2 separate regions of the Mus musculus genome follow, and region 2 is linked to region 1. The links are chromatin contacts, called in public Hi-C maps. All regions are on one chromosome and are shown on one strand. The core of a region is the stretch at or near the end of the contact, and the rest is flanking DNA. Distances in the headings are between cores, read along the strand shown. Region 1 overlaps Asap1 (ArfGAP with SH3 domain, ankyrin repeat and PH domain1). Region 2 has its middle 55 kb from the start of Gm46509.

Region 1 (2,991 bases), core at 227-2,726:
TGGATACTTTCTCTAGCTCCTCCATTGGGGGCCCTGTGATCCATCCAATAGTTGACTGTGAGCATCCACTTCTGTGTTTGCTAGGCCCCGGCCTAGTCTCACAAGGGACAGCTATATCACTACACACTAATTCTTGAACACTTCCATCATCCCAGGAAGAAACTGCTCACTTGTCCCTTCCAACTAAGGACAGTAATCTGAGGACTCTATGGATCACCTTTTCTAGAGAGTTCGCAATACACATACATGCAATCTGTTATGTGGTGTTCTGTATCTGGCATAACGTTTTATATGTTCATTTATGTTGAAGTATGTACCAATATTTCATTCTTTTGCCTGGCTGAATACTATTCTGCTGGATGAATATTTGTTTAACTTGATAGGTATATATGTTTCCAAGTACTGTAAATAATAGTTATGCAATTTTCATGCATATACTTCTGTTTATATACCCCTGTTTGGCTCTTCTGGGGATTTATTTTATAACTTTTACAAACAATTGTACTACCTTATGTTTCTAATAGTGATAAATGGGTTTCCTGTTTTTCATAGCCTGTCCAAAACTTACTTTCTTTCTTTTTTGGGGGGGAGGGGTTGAGACAGGATTTCTCTGTTAGTCCTGGCTGTCCTGGAACTCACTCTGTAGACCAAGCTGGCCTCAAACTCAGAAATCCGCCTGCCTCTGCCTCCCAAGTGCTGAGATTAAAGGCGTGCGCCACCACTGCCCAGCCAAAGCTTACTTTCTATTTGTGTTATTTTAATTACAGCTTGCCCAGGGGGTATGAAATGGTGTCTCACTTCTTATTTTTATTTGTACGTCCCTAATGATTAATGATGCTGAATATTTTATCATGTGATACTTTCCAATTATATATCTCCTTCAGAAAAATGGCTATTCAAACTCTTTGCCCAGTCAAAAACTTGGAGTGCCCTTTTGTCGTTGTATTCTGTATACATCAGAACTCTCAGCTTTTATTAGGGAAGTGACTTACAGACGCTTTACCCCACTCAGTGGACTGGCTTCCTGTTTTTCTCTCAATATCTTTTCATGAACAGAGCTTTGATTTTGATGTCTAATTTCCCTTGGGCTCTGTGGTTACTCTGTCAGTACTGACATGATTAAGCATCTACTAAACAAATGCCCCTGTAGACAAGCTACTGAATTCTGAATTAAAGTGTCCTGACTCTGTGATATAGAAGGGAAACCGCCACATGTGAAAACCAGTGAGTCTAGACGTTCTGGGCTGTCCAGCAGTTCCTGGGAGCTGTTACTTGTTAGTATAATCTGTTATGATGAAAGAGTCCTGCTTGTAAATGCTCTTATCTCTGCAGATCACAATCAATCCCATAGTAAAGGGAGTGGGCGGTTTGTTTTGAAAGCAGGATGTTATTGGCAATGTTCATGGTGAGTGAGCAGCAATGTGGGTGAGTTGGAACAGGTAGGGACAGTTCGTTTCTGCTCTCTTTCCAATGTAAACACTAGATCCGTACTGAGGTGCTGTGATTCCCCAAAGCATTATGCAGCAAACTCCCTGGTGAGTGCTAGCTGGGTGTACTGAAAACTATTTTGGGAACTGGAACTGGAGCTCAGAAGAAATCTTTAAAATAAAGACTTGAGTAGACACTGCTTTACAGGGCTACACTCTGCATATTAAATATGGGTTGGGAGGGACTAGGATAGCAGGAAGAATTTCTAGAAGACAACCTCCCTAGCTTCTTCCTTCCAACAATAGGGCAACTTAGAGACAAAGCCTAGAATCAGTCAACCTGGCTACCTAAGGCTCAGAACCTCACCTCTTAAGGAGCTTGTCCTGTGGATCTGTCCTTCTGCCAATCTCTCTGGGCTCTAGTGAAAGGCTCTGTTCTGTTACCATATCTCAAAGTCCACCTGCCCTGCAAGGCCCATCCAAAGTCCCGCCACCACCTTCTTTCAGATATAGCCACTGCCCTCCTTAGCTTTTCCAGGAGTCTCTCCTCTTGGTACCCATGGTATAGGTCATAGAACACCTTATGATTATCAGTTACCTACCTGACTGCCAGGAACACTCAACAACACCCAGAAAGCAGCTCTGTTTGAATCTAACTCTAGAACCTAGCAAAGCACCTAGCCTTTGGAAGGAGGCCAGTGAATGGCTATGGGTAGGAACAAAGGAAAAGAACAAAGCAATAAGGAGCATCAGGCTGCATCCACTTTAAATAATGCTGCTCTCACTCTACTCACAGAGGCTAACTTACACACAGGTTGCAAAGCGCTCTCTGTTGGGGACCCACATGCATGGAGACCTCAAACTCTTCTATCCAGAGTTGGGGAGTAAGAGAGACTCTTAAAATCAGGTAAAGGTTTGCCATCAAGTGCTGCAATTCAGAAGATTCAGAGATTCATCTCTTTTGGTAAAAGTTTGTAGATTAGAGGTTTCTTAAAAAAACAAAAACCAAAAACAAAAAAACACCCGAAGCTGATCCAAGACAAAAATACCATCTTAAGTTAAAATCAGGAATCATATTGTTGCTCCACCTATAGGGTTGCAGACCCCCTCAGCTCCTTGGGTACTTCCTCTAGCTCCTCCATTGGGGGTTCTGTGTTCCATCCAATAGCTGACTGTGAGCATCTACTTCTGTATTTGCCAGGCACTGGCATAGCCTCACACGAGACAGCTGTATCAGGGTCCCTTCAGCAAAATCTTGCAGGCATGTGCAATAGTGTCTGCATTTGGTGGCTGATGAACTAACCAGTACCCGCAGAGCTCGTGTCTCTAGCTGCATATGTAGCAGATGGCCTAGTCGGCCATCGTTGGGAAGAGAGGCCCCTTGGTCTTGCAAACTTTATATGCCCCAGTACAGAGGAATGCCAGGTAGGGGAGCAGGGCAGGCGGGGGAGGGTATAGGGGAATTTCGGGATAGCATTTGAAATGTAAATGAAGAAAATATCTAATAAAAGTTTGAAAAAGAAGAAGTCCCCTTTAAAAAAATACCAGGAATCATTGCAGCTTA
Region 2 (2,991 bases), core at 221-2,720, 280 kb after region 1:
AATGATTGATGCGGGAGGACACAGCCCCCAGTGAGAGGTGCTACCCATGGACAGGTCGTCATGGATTGCATAAAAAAGGAAGCTAAGAAAGCCATGATAAGCAAGCTAGTAAGCAGTGCATTTCCATGGCTTGTTTCAGTTCCTGCCTTGTAGCTTCCTGACTTGAGTTTCTGCTCTGACTTCCTTTCTTGGTCGACTATAAGTTTGAAATAAACCTTTTTCTCTGAAGTTGCTTTTTGCCATGGTATTCATCACAGCTATAGAAAGCATACTAACACACGGATCAGGACCTATCCTGAAGACAGATCTTCTTGGGCAGATGATCCAGAGTGCCCTTAGAGTGCTAGACATCATGGCTTATACTGAGGATATGGTGACAAGACAGGGGCTTTGGGGAAGCCTTCTTGATGGCTTTGACAGAGCTAGGCTCTGTGCCTTGTACCAGTAAGGGTAAAGTGGCTCTTTTGTTTTGATTTGCTTTGAGACAGGGTCACACTATATAGCGGAGGCTGGGCTTGAACTTGTAATTATTTATCTTCAGCCTCCTTAGTCCCTTAAGTACAGGCATTTATCATTGTGTCTGGCTAGTACATTGGTTCTTAAGACTATGTTCTGCAGGGCTCTGAGCAACTGTGTTGCCAGGAGTGACTGAAGCTGCAACTCGGCAGCTGTGAGCTCTTTGGCTATAGAGGTGGCTCGCAAAGTAAGGTTCAAAGTGATGGACGGAGGAAAGAAATCATCACAAGACCCTTGTTGAATTTGCCCATGGAGCTCATTTTGGTGACTTTATTTCTGTCTCTTTCTTGTACAGGATCCCAGAAATGTGATACTGGATCAAGTCTTCAAAGAACAGGATGGGGAGGGGAGTAGTAAGGGGTTGGTAGAACAGAAAGTAAGGGGGGAAAAAGAGAAGGTGACAGAGAAAGAGAGAAGAGATAGAAGTCTTTTCTACACCAAATAAAGCATAATGCAAAGTCACCTGGTCCCTACAGCCCTGGGAGGATGGCAACAGCTTTCTTTTCTATTCTGGCTGTTAACATCCCACCTCTCCCTGCTGCAGCCTTTCCTTGTCCTTCCTGGCTGTGTGTAGATTTTCTCAGTGGGTTCCTGGCTCCTCTTCCAACATGTAGGCCATAGATCCTTTCTAAGATGAGAGTCTAATAGCACAATGACTCTGCTCTCCTCTGTGTTTCTTCATGCCCCTTTGAATAAGGTCTGTGCTCCTTGGAACTACATTGAAGATGCTCCCCATTACTGCTATGCCTCATCCGTTCTGTTCAATCGCTCTGCCCTATGCCTCTCACTCCTGGTACTTGGATATTCTATCACCCTCTGAATGCATCACCTGGCTCTTCCGTTCTTGGCAGACACCTCAGTTTTCAAGACTATCCAGGCGCCACAGTCTTCTCAAAGCTTTCCCAGACACCCACATGCCTGGCCCTTGCATAATTATCCACTGGAACCAGTACAAAGCCCTTGCATGTTGCCAACAACACTTGAATGGACTTTGTAACAACAAGCAGCCAAGCCTTGCTGGGTGCCAGCACCAGGCTAAGAATTTTACATCATAGTTTATTTGAAGTCTCTGAGCCATCTCTGAGAGAGGTGCTGTTACTATCATTTACATTTTGAGAGAGGGTGACTAAAGGTCAGTGAACACGAGAGTGAACTTGCTCAGGATCATACAGCCGGTCGACTCACAGTGCACACTGGAACCCATGTCTGTCTCACTGGGTAACTTTTGCCTCTTTAGGAAGTTACCATTGATTAGATGGAGCTGGGGTGTCAAGGTTTGGCCATTGGCTTGAAATGGTGCCCAGCCTTTTATTTGGCTCAGCAACTGGCCTTGACCAGTTGCTGGTCAAGGTATCTAGGGGAGTGACCTATGGGTGGTGTGATGTTCTCAATCCACCAACTTGGCCAGGTCTGGGTAGAAGGTGAGTGTAGGTGGTTTTTTGTTTGTTTGTTTGTTTGTTTTTGTTTTTTTGTTCTTGTTTTTTGTTTTTTGTTTTTGTTTTTGTTTTTGTTTTTTGGCAAGGGAGATACTTGGACTTCAAGGCAGTGAGCAGTTACGATAACAATAACAAGCAGTCTCTAAGAACTCCTCATTGCCCAATCAGCAGTAACAAACAAAGCAGAGGATCTCAACATGGCTTTTGTCCATCCGGTTGATTGATTTCCCAGTGATGAGCTCCTGGAGATGGAAACACCTTAGGGTTGAGGAATCCCTTGTCTCTCCTCCTATGCAATAAAACAAAACCCCTCGACTCGAGCCCCGGGCTACCTTGCCAGCAGAGTCTTGCCCAACACCCGCAAGGGCCCACACGGGACTCCCCACGGGATCCTAAGACCTCTGGTGAGTGGAACACAGCGCCTGCCCCAATCCAATCGCGCGGAACCTGAGACTGCGGTACATAGGGAAGCAGGCTACCCGGGCTTGATCTGGGGCACAAACCCCTTCCACTCCACTCGAGCCCCAGGCTACCTTGCCAGCGGAGTCGCCTGACACCCGCAAGGGCCCACACAGGATTCCACACGAGATCCTAAGACCTCTAGTGAGTGGAACACAACTTCTGCCAGGAGTCTGGTTCGAACACCAGATATCTGGGTACCTGCCCTGCAAGAAGAGAGCTTGCCTGCAGAGAATACTCTGCCCACTGAAACTAAGGAGAGTGCTACCCTCCAGGTCTGCTTATAGAGGCTAACAGAGTCACCTGAAGAACAAGCTCTTAACAGTGACAACTAAAACAGCTAGCTTCAGAGATTACCAGATGGCGAAAGGCAAACGTAAGAATCCTACTAACAGAAATCAAGACCACTCACCATCATCAGAACGCAGCACTCCCACCCCACCTAGTCCTGGGCACCCCAACACAACCGAAAATCTAGACCCAGATTTAAAAACATTTCTCATGATGATGATAGAGGACATCAAGAAGGACTTTCATAAGTCACTTAAAGAATTACAGGAGAGCACTGCTAAAGAGTTAC

Evidence for each region. A called contact is a pair of places that touch in the nucleus more often than the background predicts.
Region 2: a Hi-C map of liver shows a contact between it and region 1, with 2.5 times the contacts expected there. The contact joins two enhancer-like sites. A contact is called at or near these places in 1 of 15 datasets of contacts at CTCF or cohesin (the NIH/3T3 cell line), 8 of 484 Hi-C or Micro-C datasets (bone marrow-derived dendritic cells, bone marrow-derived macrophages, cerebral cortex and 4 more) and 1 of 115 datasets of contacts at active chromatin or transcription factors (astrocytes).

The regions. Positions count from the first base shown.
Region 1 is chr15:64,162,370-64,165,360 of GRCm38.p6, forward strand. The region is part of intron 9 of Asap1 (ArfGAP with SH3 domain, ankyrin repeat and PH domain1); the gene reads right to left. Among named protein-coding and RNA genes, the nearest start is that of Gm20717, 66 kb to the left of the region's middle. Within about 2 kb of position 1,477, at least 47 of the 459 cell types and tissues checked have an H3K27ac peak or open chromatin away from gene starts, as enhancers often do. A contact at or near this core is called in bone marrow-derived macrophages and liver, where this site is marked.
Region 2 is chr15:64,447,326-64,450,316 of GRCm38.p6, forward strand. No RefSeq gene overlaps it. Among named protein-coding and RNA genes, the nearest start is that of Gm46509, 55 kb to the right of the region's middle. Within about 2 kb of position 1,471, at least 42 of the 459 cell types and tissues checked have an H3K27ac peak or open chromatin away from gene starts, as enhancers often do. A contact at or near this core is called in bone marrow-derived macrophages and liver, where this site is marked.